Regions from separate parts of the Sus scrofa genome. Here region 2 is linked to region 1. The links are chromatin contacts, called in public Hi-C maps. All regions are on one chromosome and are shown on one strand. Each heading gives the region's core, a stretch centred on a gene start, on an enhancer-like site or on the middle of the called end of the contact. The rest is flanking DNA. Distances are from core to core; before and after follow the strand shown. Region 1 has its middle 56 kb from the start of ZNF516. Region 2 overlaps ZNF516 (zinc finger protein 516).

What was found. Hi-C and Micro-C count contacts between places; a contact is called where the count stands out from the background.
Region 2: a contact with region 1 is called in a Hi-C map of skeletal muscle, with 8 times the contacts expected there. The contact joins two enhancer-like sites. A contact is called at or near these places in 3 of 47 Hi-C or Micro-C datasets (embryonic fibroblasts, liver and skeletal muscle) and 1 of 2 datasets of contacts at active chromatin or transcription factors (skeletal muscle).

What each region holds. Positions count from the first base shown.
Region 1 is chr1:147,928,040-147,934,461 of Sscrofa11.1, forward strand. No RefSeq gene overlaps it. Among named protein-coding and RNA genes, the nearest start is that of ZNF516, 56 kb to the right of the region's middle. Within about 2 kb of position 4,067, at least 12 of the 83 cell types and tissues checked have an H3K27ac peak or open chromatin away from gene starts, as enhancers often do. A contact at or near this core is called in skeletal muscle, where this site is marked.
Region 2 is chr1:148,020,497-148,026,918 of Sscrofa11.1, forward strand. The region is part of intron 1 of ZNF516 (zinc finger protein 516); the gene reads left to right. Among named protein-coding and RNA genes, the nearest start is that of ZNF516, 36 kb to the left of the region's middle. Within about 2 kb of position 2,730, at least 36 of the 83 cell types and tissues checked have an H3K27ac peak or open chromatin away from gene starts, as enhancers often do. A contact at or near this core is called in skeletal muscle, where this site is marked.

The sequences.
Region 1 (6,422 bases), core at 2,817-5,316:
CTGACAGAAAGGGCTCCCACCTCCAGGTGAAGGGACCTCTCTCTACCATCCCTGGTGTTGTGACATGTACATCCCACTTAGACGCCACCTACCCACCACGGGACACTGGAGCCCAAACTCCCACGGGACACCCTGCATTCTTGTCAAGATGCCACATCAATCACTGTCCTCAGAGGGGAGTGAGTTTAACTGAAAGGAGATGGCAGGAGTGGCTGAAGATGGATGTCATCAGAGTACAGTTGTTCCCAGAAAAAGGCTGGCTAGGGAAACTCCACTTAGAGGGTGAGAATTTCAGAGCAAATAGTGGGGGGGGAAGAGTTTAGTGGGTTTCTTTACTTGTTTTTTTGGGGTTTTTTTTTTTTGTTTTTTTTTTTTTTTGGCCACATTCTCGACACATGAAATTTCCCAGGCCATGGGATGGAATTCGAGCCACACCTACGACCTACCCTATAGCTGTGGCAACACTTGATCCTTAACCCACTGTGCTGGGCCAGGGATTGAACCCGAGCCTCTGCTGTGACCTGAGCTGCTGCAGTCGGATTCTTAACGCACTGTACCACAGCGGAGACTCCCAGATTTCTTATTTTGAAAACAAATGAAATAAAATTCATTTTAATTTATTTTATACAAAAATCAAGCCCTGATTACAGTTATCCAATAATCCTTAAATTCAACAACAAATGCTTCTCGAGTCATTGTCTTTCTGACACAGTTATCCCAATAAGATTATATGATCTCATCACAGGATCAGACATCTTTCAACATCCAGTGCCATCTCACTAAAAGTCATTTTTGCAGAAAAATGACAGGGCTGCCTCATTTTCCCCAATGACATCTTTCATTATTGGGTGTGTACATGCAGGTCTTTTTATGCTACTGTGCTGTAATGCCTTCTCTGTAATTGCTGGTTTTAACTAGGGGTGTGCAGTGGCTGTGGGAGCATCTGGAGCACTCTCTTATGTCACTTCCATCGACTTATGAAATCACAAATTGCCTATGAGATCCACAATCTTATTTGACACCATCCAGGTGGATCTGCGCCCCACCCTTCATGCAGAAGGCTGCCTATTCTCCCGGAAAGCACACCTGGGGTACAGCCCTGCCCCTGTCCCCATCCAGAAGTTTCTGAAGGGCCACCCCTGGTCCAGATCCACCTGGCATCAGCAGAGGCCCCAGTGCACCTGCGGTTCCATCCAGGTCCTCCCTCCTAGATAGGGCTCTGCACAGGAGCCCAGCCCATCGCCTCCAAGCACACAAAGCATTTCTTGGCATCTTTTCTCGGCATCTTTTCTCAGGGAAAGTGCATTTATCTCAAATGATACCTGTAGCCACCATTTTCCTCTAATTTGATCTTACAACCATTCTATGTCCCAGGCAAAGACGTCATTCCTCTCAGAATGCTGAGCCTAAAGGGAAAAAAACCTCAGGTGCTGGCTAATAGGCACATCCTGCAGCCCAGCCACACCTAGGTCCCACCACTCATGCTATAGACTGAATTATGTCTCCCTGGCCTCCAGTAGATATATTGGAGCCCTACCTCTAGTGCGATGGATTTGGAAGTGGGGGCCCCTGGGAGGTGATAAGTCAGGAGGATGGGGCCCTATGATGGGATTAGTGCCTTGTGAGGACAGGAGGAGACCAGAGCTTGCTTTCCCTGCCATGTGAGGACACAGCCAGAAGGTGGCCTTCTGTGAACCAGGAAATGGGCTCCTGCCAGACACCCAATCTGCCAGCATCTTTTCTTGGTCGTCCATCCTCTAGGGTATGAGAAGCAAATGTCTTTTTTTAGGCTCCCAGGCTGTGGCACTCTACATGGCAGCCCAAGGTGACTCAGGCAACTTTCACTCTATGGCCCAAAGCCAGCAACAAGGACTGGACACAGCTGATGCTGGTGGGGACCATAAACAAGACCAACCCCTCAGGCAGATATGGCAAGTCTCCTCCTTCCCATGTTGCAAAGGGGTTTATTAATGGCATCACGATCTGCTGACCTGGACATCTTTTCACAAGTCAAGTTGAGGAGAACCATTCTCAATGACAAATTAAAAGGGACTTATGTCCCTCACTCTAATTCTTTTTTTTTTTTTTTTTTAAGGGCCGCACCCACAGCAGAGGGAGGTTCCCAGGATAGGTGTCTAATGGGAGCTGTAGTCACCAGCCTATGCCACAGCAATGCCAGATCGGAGCCGCATCTACAACCAACACCAGGTGGCAATGCCAGATTCTTAACCCTCTGAGCTAGGCTAGGGATCGAACCCTCAACCTCATGGTTCCTAGTTGGATTCGTTTCCGCTGCGCCATGATGGGAATGAACACTAATTCTTCTTAGCAGTTGCTTTTGTGCCATCATCTGCCACCTGACTGGGCTTAGCCCCACAAGGATGGCAGGAAAGGAGCATGGGCGATCCCACTGGCTGGAGGCCATCGGCAACAACCCACAGTGTTTGACCTCACAGAGGGATGGGGAGGGAACAGAGTACAGAAAAGCGAAACAATCGGGAAAAAGCCCAGGAGGAAGTGTGTCCTTCAGAATCCCTTTCTCTCTCTCTCTTTTTTTCAATGAGCCCCATTAGTGCAAACTACATATTATAAAATGTTAATGGTCTACACCCCAGTGAGCTCTTAAGCCAAAACCAACAGAAACCTGTCAGCGTGTGGACATAAAGCTCTCTCCAGTATTCCTGTTCGCTGACTTGCCACAAACCTAAAATGCTGCGTCATTTCTGAAGAAGACTGGATATACCCTGGAGGGTGGGCTGCAGCATACGCCTGCAGGAGAGATGCAGAAGAGTCCCAGGGCGTGGGAGAGACCTGCAGCTTTCCAGCTGAGAAGGTGCCACCTCTCTGACACAGAGCATTCCAGAAGGTAGTTTGGATTCAGGCATCTACTTTCCAAGTTGCCCACTCACTTCCATGATTGAAAGAGATGGCCACTCACAGGCAGTGCCACTGAAGTCTCTCTCGTCTCAGCTGATGTGGAAGGAGGAGTGCTTCCTCTGGGTGTGAAGTCTATACTCTCACACCCCACCAAGCTTTGGATCTTTCCAGGGCGGTGTTCATTCAGAGACCCGTCACCTGTGGAGGGGAATGACAGATTTCTCATCCTGACATCTTCACAGAGACACATTCTAAGGAGCCCTCCTAGCCCTTTGGACAGCCTCCCTCCCTGCCTGCTTGGGTGAGTCTGACACAAATTAGAACTATATTTGGGTGTTTTCTTCTCAGTTCCTGCCCTCCCCCACACAGCTTCTTTTATACAAATACCAGCATCTCACTGTTACTCCCAGCTGGAATCACCCTCTGATTTCCGCAGTGCCTGCGTCCAGTATATGTCTGCTTCCTGTTCCTGTGGCCATACGCAAGTCCCTCACTCTGCCGGGCATTTTTTTTTTCCCAGGATTTTGGAATGAATCCTTATAGAGGATCCATTTTAAACCACAAGGCTGATTGCACAGTAAGAGCTAGCATCTGGAACAGCAAATGACCGGACAGCATGGCAAAATAGAAAATATGAAACATTATCTTTTTCCTGAGTTAAAAAATATTTTAAAATAATAAAGCCAATCTGATAGCACATCAAGAAAACCTTTACTACCTTGAAAAGCTAGGAAGAAGAGCTCACTCATTTTAGGGAATATTCCATTTTTTATTTTTTTGCCTGAGTTGCACTTGTTCCAATTTTAGAACATCATTACCTTTGCAAAAATGGATTTTGCTTTACAAGCATTCTCACACGTTTGCCCTTCTGTAGGTACTAATGTCACGTTCAGCCGAAGGAAAACAACAAGCCATACATCAGTGTATCAATGAGCAAAGTAATTCCAGGGCACACAGGAAGCATTCTCATTCCTCACTTCCTCAGGTGCAATTGCAAGATGGACAAGATTTTGCAGTCTTCTCAGCTCCACCCATCTGAGCGCCGCCTGCTCTTGTGGAATAGTTATCAAATTGCTCTAGCAGCGAAGGGGTAAAAGGAAATCTTAACCCGGGCCGTGACACCCCCCAAGGATGTATTTCACCTCCTGATGGCACTGCGGGAAAGTGGGCTGCCACATGCAAATGACCTGAGCAGATCCACCTTCCGATTGGCCGAGGAGCCTCCCGCCCACTACCTGAAACTTGAGTCTGGCCGTGAATACACACAGGTCAAATTCAAGGAAAAAACCATCTCAGAAATGCTCCCTGCAACAAGCAATTTCCCCCAAGAAAGGGATTCTGTAGGACAGTTTGGAACACACATACATTGCATATGAACATCATTTGTTAAATCAAATGATAAAATATTAAATAAATCTTTTTTAGCTCCCAAATACTAAAAGTCTGTGTATTCTGCAATCACAATGAATCAGCAAGTTGTTTTTTCAAGACTTCAAGTTAGTGAAATTGCCCTATCATTTAAACTAAAGCATAGCTTTGGTTTCCTAACGTGGCCAAGGCTTTAGAAAATGTAGACGGCAACATTCCAGCTCTCGGAAAGCTGATGCTTTCCTGACAACTAACATCAAAATTTGAGAGCAAGGTGAGAAGCCGGTGCAGAGATGAAGCTCTGAGTAGCAGAAGGTATCAATTCGGCAGGCTGGGCACCTGCTGGGCTCCAGACGCCCTGGGATCCTGTTAGGAAGTTGCTCATAAATGATCTGATGCCACTCCCCACAGGAACCCTGACAAATAAGTAAGATGGTGTCCATTTTACAGATGCAGAAACAGAGGCTCAGAAAGGCTAAGTAATTTTCCCAATATAGCAGAGCTAGGAAGAAAGCACAGGAGGAATTCGAGCCAAGTTTCTTTAATTTCAGCTATTATAACAGTCTTCTTTAAAATATTAAGCAAAATAAATAAATAAATAAAATATTAAGCAACTACATATTAGTGACAAATTGCTTTTTCATTATTAATGAGAAAAAAAAAAAAAACCTGCCATTATTACTTTCACCTTTGAGAACAAATTAAGAACCAGAGACACAAATACTTTCTCATTTTATCCTCCCTGAATACCACATGGCCAGGAACTTCTGAAAATGAGAGGGCTCCTTCCCCATGTAGTGGGGTCCCCTTCATGATGCAGTTCACAGAGCATTCTGCCATGCATTTCCACAGTGATTGTTGTAAGAATCCTTTCAAGTTGTACACAGCAGGTATGAGTCATTTTTCTCATTTTGCAAATGAGGAAACTAAGGTCTAGATGAGTTAAATGGTTCATCTAAGATCAGGGGGCAGAAATCTGAACCTAGATGGCTGTGTGTGAAATCCCGCCATTTCTGAAGAAAGTTAAATCTTGAGGAGCTAACACCCAATGTCTTCCCGGTTCCATCCATTCCCAGGTCTACTCATAACTTCACAGTTCCTAAGGACCTTTGGAAGATATTCTGGGGAAAATTCTCTTCTGATGCTCTAGTTACACAAATGAAATAGTTTTACACAGTCATTTTCTTTCGAAAGAGAAACATTTATATTATTGATGGACTTAGGGCATGAAGACCCGACAGTTAGCAGAAAGAAGGTCCCTTCCAACCGGCAGCACAATGTCTAAGGCGTCCTGACCTGTGGTCCATGCGTGGGATCCTCATTTACCCATAAATAACCTTTTACTGCAAAGCAAGTGGGTCCAGATAATGAATGGTCAGCCACATGGCTAATGCCAGTGGATTCATTCAAGTCCATGAGTGCTGGTATTCCCGGGCTCACATGCAGTTGAGGCCCCATTGCTCCTGCTTGCACCTTACCTGGTCCAGGCATCTGGGGATGCTGGCACACATCTGTCTGGTTACTAGGCAGCACTGCCAGCCTCTCCTCATGGGACAGAATCTGAACCACATCACCCCACAGAGCCTAGTTCAGGGATGAGGGATGATGTGTCCATGTGGCAGGTGGGAGCTGGAGTCCAGACAGGATGGTGGGAACAGGTGCATCCAACAGGAGAATGGCCAGTCCATAGTTCTTGGGCAGAGCAGGGAGAGCCATAGGAGGTGTGGAGGTGACACTGTCCAAGTCTGCTCGAGTGGCTATGACAAACACCACGGACTGGGCGACCTGGATGGCAGACATTCATTCCTCATGGTTCTGGAGGCTGAAGGTCCAACATCAAGGTGCCAGCTGATTGCTTTCTGATGAGGCCTCTTCTCTCTGATGCAGGCACCACCTTCACCCTGTGTCCTCACCTGGGCTCTCTCCAGTGGAGAGTCTCCTCCCCTTCTCATATGTACACTAGTCTGACCAGATCGGATCCCACCCTTATGACCTCATTTTCCTTAATTACTTCCTTAAAGGCCCCACCTCCAAATACAGCCACGCTAGGGCTTGCATTGAATCTGTAGACAAATTTAGGCAGTATTTTCATTCTAACATTGTCTTCCTATCCATGGACAATTTATTAGGTCTTCTTGAATTTTTTTCAAGAATGTTTTATAGTTTTCAGTGTACAA
Region 2 (6,422 bases), core at 1,480-3,979, 91 kb after region 1:
GTACAGCTGCTTGTCCCAGGTTCTAAAGGGTGGGAAGGTTCTGCTCAATGGCATCTGGTTGGGAGTGGGAGGTAAGTGAGCACCTGATGTTTCTCGTGAGCCCGGAGAGCAGGGAGGAGCCTGTCCTTTCTCAAGGCACAGGTGCTGATGGGACCTGCTTCCTCCCCTAGCGAGGGGCATGAACTGACCCAGTGACACCTGCATCGGGTTGCTGGTCAGGAGGTGGCCTCTGATCATCCATTGTATTTATTAGGTTTATTTATTCTGTAAATAAATGTATCTATTTAAGGAATATTTAGATGTAAATAAAATTGTGTTTTATTTTGTTTTATGTGAATTCTGCAGGCAGGCCATGCATTCTGCTGTTTTCTCCTTGGAGTTCTGTGCACAGGGGACCCCTGCCTGGCACATCCCAGGTGTCTAGTCAGGTGACCTTTTGTGCAGCCGACTTGGCTTGACTGAGGTTTACAGGTAGCTGCCCCTTTCACCAAACAGGCCTTTACATGGATTGTTCTAGTGAACTCTAAGGCAGCAGTGATTTTCTTGGACCAGATTGCCCTAACCTGAATGTCACAGCCCCTGCCTGGCTTTTGAGTTACCCACCCACCCTCTTGCTCCACCACCTCTGTCCATGTGGCCCTCGTCTGTCCATCGGTCCATCCCTGGGATGCCTGCTTGTCTGCCCACAGCACCTACCAGCACAGACCAAGAAAGGGCATCTAGAGCTTGATGTTTTGCAGGTCGTGGGGGGGCGGGGTGTGAAAAGAAGGCGGGGCAACCTCAGCCCTGCAGTGTGGACCCAGGACCAGTATTGACTGCTGTGAGTACAATGACCCAGCCATGATTGCTATGCTCAATCGGGTCATGGTCACGGTCTCTGAGTTCCTAGTGACTGGTGAGCCTGCCGCTGCCTCTGTTCACCGCAGGCCAGAGCTGAGCTCTTCCCAAATAATCTTAGGCTGTGCTGAGGGCAGAGGGACCCGGTTTCAAGTTTGTTGTCTTTTCCCTCCAGGGACCGTGGGGTTGCGGGGCGGGGAGTGGTGTGCTAGGCGCTTTCAAATTAAAAAATGTGCCTGGTTATATTTTATATTTACTGTTTCCAAAAGCTGTTGCTGGGTAAGATGTTCTGGCTTAGGGAAGAAAAACACTGCCTTCCTCATTTCTGCAAGAACATTTCTAATGGCTTCAGGTGCAGAATTGTCTTAACTTGAGAATCACACAATAACCTTATTATGGGGACTTAATGTGGAATTTTGCCTGTTTATCTTTTTTCCCTTGCAGAGGAAGTATAGAGGGTCCTTTATCTTCGAAACTTAGAACTTGCAGTGACGTGTCATTCACTGTGCTTGAAAATATATTTTTAGAGAGCAAGGCAGGGTGACTCCTAGAGCCCTGTGACATCATGTCCTTGTCAAGAACTGCTCTTTGTAAACATTCTCTGATGGTTCACTCCCCTTAAGAGCCGGAGATGTCTAGCTGCTTTTCAGAGGTGCTGCGTTGTTAGTGATCGGCTTGGTCAGGTTACAGCAGCTACTGGTGGTAATGGCGCTGGAAAATTTAAATGGGTTGTATAGTATATGCACGTTATAGAGAAAAACAGTTTGGGGAAGATTTGTCCTCTTAGACTTTTGATCCTCTTAAAGTATTGATTGGTGTTAGTACAATGGCCAACAACATCTTACCTACCAAACCCTACCAAAATGTCCTCGATTCAGGGTATTTTTACAGACCATGTTTCCTTAGAATTCAGTAACATTGATTATTGAAGTATTTATCCTCTGGGTGCTCTTAATAAAGGGGTCTTGGGCGGCTGAGTTCTGTGCTAAACAGAACGACCTCAGAAGGTGATGTTTAACAGAATATTTTACGGCTTATTGCACGTCGTCATCTCTCTTTGTTTTCTTGGGCACAATTCTTTCCTTCATTTTGTGGGGTGACTTCTAAGTGCTCTCACAAAAAGCACAGGAGAAAGAGATAACATTTGATAGGTATTAATCTCGATCTGTTTTCTTATACTGAGAGAGAAGTGTTGGTTTTAGGTTAGAGGCTGGAAAACAGGTCAGTGTATGTGTATGAGTGTTGGGGGTAAATATTGCCCTGTGCTGTTGATTTATGTGGAATAAAATACAGCTTTATTTCTAGAAACAAATTTTAATTCAAATACATTTATAGTCAGCTAATAGTCATTTCAGAAAGGTGTGGCTGGTTGACTAGGAAGTGTTCCATAGCAAGAAAATACAGTGAGTTTCTGCCCATGACTCTTTTGTTTTCATTGCTGATAATTTCTAAAAAAATTTTTTTTTTATTGGACATTGGTGGCAGTGTCTACACTTTTGAATTTAGGCTGAGTCAAAACCTATAAAGCCACTTTTAAATGGCATTTTCCCTGCAGTTTATCGAAGGCCTTTTGATGTTCCATGTTTGTTTAAAAAAAGAAATCAATGAGACTTCATTTTCCCTGGCGTTCCCCAAGTTTTCAGTGTTTCTGTATTAGTGGAAACGTTGGCTTTAATCAGCTTGATGCAGGATGTAAAAAGAGTGAAAGTAAAAACTTGTGCTTTTGTGGTTCCTGTCTGAATAGCGAGTTATTTTCCTCTGTTTTTTGTAAAGCGCCCAGCACCCCTCGGTGACGACAGATTTCATGGAGTCGCCCCGTTTGGGAGAGATGCAGGTCTAAGCTTCTGGAAATGCAGCTCTTGGTGGAAATGTTGACAAGATCATTAACTAGGCCGGCAGCGCTGGCCTCTGCAGGAAGCTGGATTTGCTGCCAGATCCCAGCTCTTTGTGGCTGGCCAGGGGCTCCAGCGGACACCTATCTGCAGAAAATCACAGAGCCAGCTCTGGCTCCCATGCTTTTCCTTTTTTTCTTTCTTTCCTTTTTTTTTTTTTTTTTTTTTTTGTTAAGTTCACTCTTATAAGGACAAATAGATTGATAAGATCACTACAGACTCCAGAAATAGTAAATAAAGGCTATCCGTAGTGTGTTCATTATGGAGAGCAGACGAAAAAGCAAGTAAAACAACGCTTCTTTCCTCTTGAGAGAAAAAAGCCAGCACCTTTAGTTTTATTTTGATGCCTCTTTATTAAAGTCTCCAGAACCATTTTGGACTTGCCAGGATCTGTTATTCGTGGCAGGGGAAAGAAAACTGACACATCCTCCCTCCTTCATTCTTGGCCTTTTCTGAATGTAATCAATAATTATGTTGTGTGTTCATCTGCTTTTTTTTTGGTTCCCTCCCTGTAAGATCAGATTGGACTACGAACGTTTATATTTTAGTAGGAGGAGAGAGCTTGTACATTAATGTTAATTTGTATTTTGTTTAGCAAGTGTGTCGTGAACTGTCTTTGCTGTTAGGGTTTGTTCTGTCGGAAGGTGAAGATGGTGTCTGTCTGTCCTCGGCCAGGCGTGTGTTGGGTTTTTGACACATGGTGGTAAACTACTTTATCAACGAGAAGCTACTTGCTGATTAACGTTTAGGTCACCTCTGTGTTTCTGCTGTAAGTGAGGTACAGAATCGAAGGGAGTCTTGCTTTTAAACGATTGTGATTGTGCCGAGTTTGCATAATAAACCCTTATTAGGGACAGTGAGTTACATGTGCGCCCCCCCCCCCGTTGGCACTGGCGTTGATTTATTGGGGGTGGGGGCGCTAAGAAATTAAAAGGAAGCTTTGTTGAAGGATGGAATTTTGTCACCTCATGTCCTGTACAAAGCATTTTTGAGGCTTACCTTGAAAACGAGTGCTTTTGGCAGAAATGTCCCAGCACATTGTTCTCCAGGGCTGCTCAGAAACCGGTCAGTGGGGCTCGAGTGCTGCACCCCACGCCCCGGGAGAGGGGGTCTGTGCCCCGCCCCCAAGTGGGGGCGGGGCTGGAGCAGGGCGGTGAATGCAGCGATTCTGGCTGCTGCGTTCATTTCTCCTTGTTAGAGTGGAACCAAGGTTTGCTTATAATGGATTATTGATTGGCCCTGCCATCAGCGCCCTCGCTCCCCGAGCTGTGAATGCGCCACTTCATGGGGCGGCTGGGGACCCAGGTCTAGGGACTCTGAGCCTGGGATTGTTAATCTGAGGCAGATTGGCATGTGGGGAGAGGAACTCCTCATTGTTGTCATGGAATTTCTCCCCATTTGTTCGAAGAATGGGCTTTTTGTCTCCGCAGTAGATAAGCTTGTGCAGGATGTTAATGGTGTATTTTAATTCATGGCTCATAATACTGCAGTGTCACAGGGGAAGGCCCACTGCATTGTGTGCAAGAGGACAAATGGGCAGTTTGCTGAGACAGACGGCCAGGCCGGCACCCAAGGGCCTGTGCCCCCGGTCTGCCCAGCAGCTGGGCAGAAAGCGCTGCCTCACAGTCGCCCTCAGGAGGCGACTTTTTAAATTGTATGAGGTGTCTTCTGGAGGCAGGATATCCTGTAAATAAGTACTCTGAGTGTTCTGTCTGCCCTGAGCTGTTTTCTTTTTAAGGGCATCTTCCCAATATCACCAAGTCCTTACATTTTCCCAACTCTCCTGGAACCCTCCCTGGGAGAGCAGGGCCTTCTGTAGTCTCAGGCCTGCTCCCTCCTCCTCCTGGAAGCTCCTGACACCCACCCCCTAGGGTGACCTAGGGAAAAGGGAGAGACCACAAGGCATGGGGAAGCCAGCCTATTTCTTAGCATCATGGTGTGGTTAATTAATGAACTAGAATGGAAGAGATGTATTTGACAGACAGTGTGAGCTTTGGGCTTTGCTTCTGTAAAATGAGAAGCAGCAGAGTAGGTGCTGGACAGGCCCAGTCCTGCTTCCCTGTGGCCCCTTCCAGCTTCCCTTGGGTCTGGGGTCTGGTTTGGGTCCCTTTAAAGAAACTAAAACTCGCATAGTTGTTATGCAAATGACCCTAAACGTCAGCGGTTATTTGAACATTAACCTTCTAATTCCTGTTTCAGGATGCCATTTTGATGGAACCGACTTTGATGGTTTGGGGAAAATCAGCCCCAAACCATTTGGCCTTTGCTTTGCTTTGGTTTACTTCACAGAGCAGAAAGTGGCATGATTTCCTCTAGAGTCAGACCTTGGCTTACTGTGTAAAAATACAGGAGAGCATACCGTTCACCTGGATATTGCCATATTTAACTGGTTGGAAAGTGATTTTTCAAACCAGAGAGGAGAACCTCCTGAAGCCTTGCTGGATTTGGGCCTGGGGATGTGATGAGAAGGATTCTCCTGAGGTCCTCCCAAGCCGCTTCATTCTGGCTTCTGGGCTGATTTGTGGTGCCTGCACAAAGGCTGCACCCAAAGACATTTGGGTGTATGCCTTGAGTGACACAGAGACAAGCCTCTGGAACACCAGCAAGCAACCTCTTAAAATAAAGTACTGCTTGCTTTTGGACAGTTTCATATTTTCAGATGATTTTTTTTCTTTGACTTTTGAATACCAGAATTAACAAAAGGTAATTTCCCCAAACTGCATTCCTTAGAGCCATTTGAGCTTCCTGGGGGTCTGGAGAGGGGAAGAGGGGGGAGGAGGAGGGGGTGGCGATGGGGGAGGCATGAGGATGGGGGAGGGCTCACCCCGTAGCCCCCAGCAGCTCTGCTTTCCATTGTGTTACCTACTGGAGGTATAAGCGGGAGTTATTTTTTTTACCTTCTTTTATCCAAAACCCATCAGAATGGATAGAGTGAGTAGCTAATGAACATCTATCTGTACATCAGCATCTGGCCCTAGCAGTTTTTAGCGTTTGATGCTCTTGCCTTCTCTTCTTTTTTGGAAACTGCCTCCAAGATATTTCATCACGCATCTTTAAAAACTAAGAACGTTCTCCTGTTTTACCAACCTAACAAAAAGTAATAGCAATAGTAATTCTCAAGTATTGTCTAACATCCAGCCTGTATTCAAGTTTACTTTTTATGGAGTCTGGAGCTAAAACGGGTTTGAACATGTCTGCTGTGGACGATTGTAGCCATTGGTGGAAGACGTAATTGTGTTAAGTAATCTTTGTAGTGAACCACGCAGGGCCCAGTGAATATGTAGGTGTTATTATTTAGCCATTTCGAATGTAACTTCCTATACTACTGTTTCATCCTTTTGAACTTATTAAACCAAATAGAGTCACCGCAAGTGACTGGGTATCTTTGGGTACTGCACTGACATTCATTCATTTATTTAACTATTAATAATAATAATAATAATACCAATTAGGTATTTTGACAAGGGGCTAAACATTGTACTTTGTACTTTTTTATAAGGTTAATTTAAACCTTATAAAATGCTGTAATATAGTTATCATTACCATCATTTACATTTAAAAAGTGAAGAAATGGACCAAAGAACTGTGAGGTTAAGATACCGGCTCAGGGTCACTCAGCCAATCCCCATGAGCAGCAGAGCTGGATTTGGATCTTGGGTTACCCCCTCAAAGCTCTGGGCCTGGACCATCTCT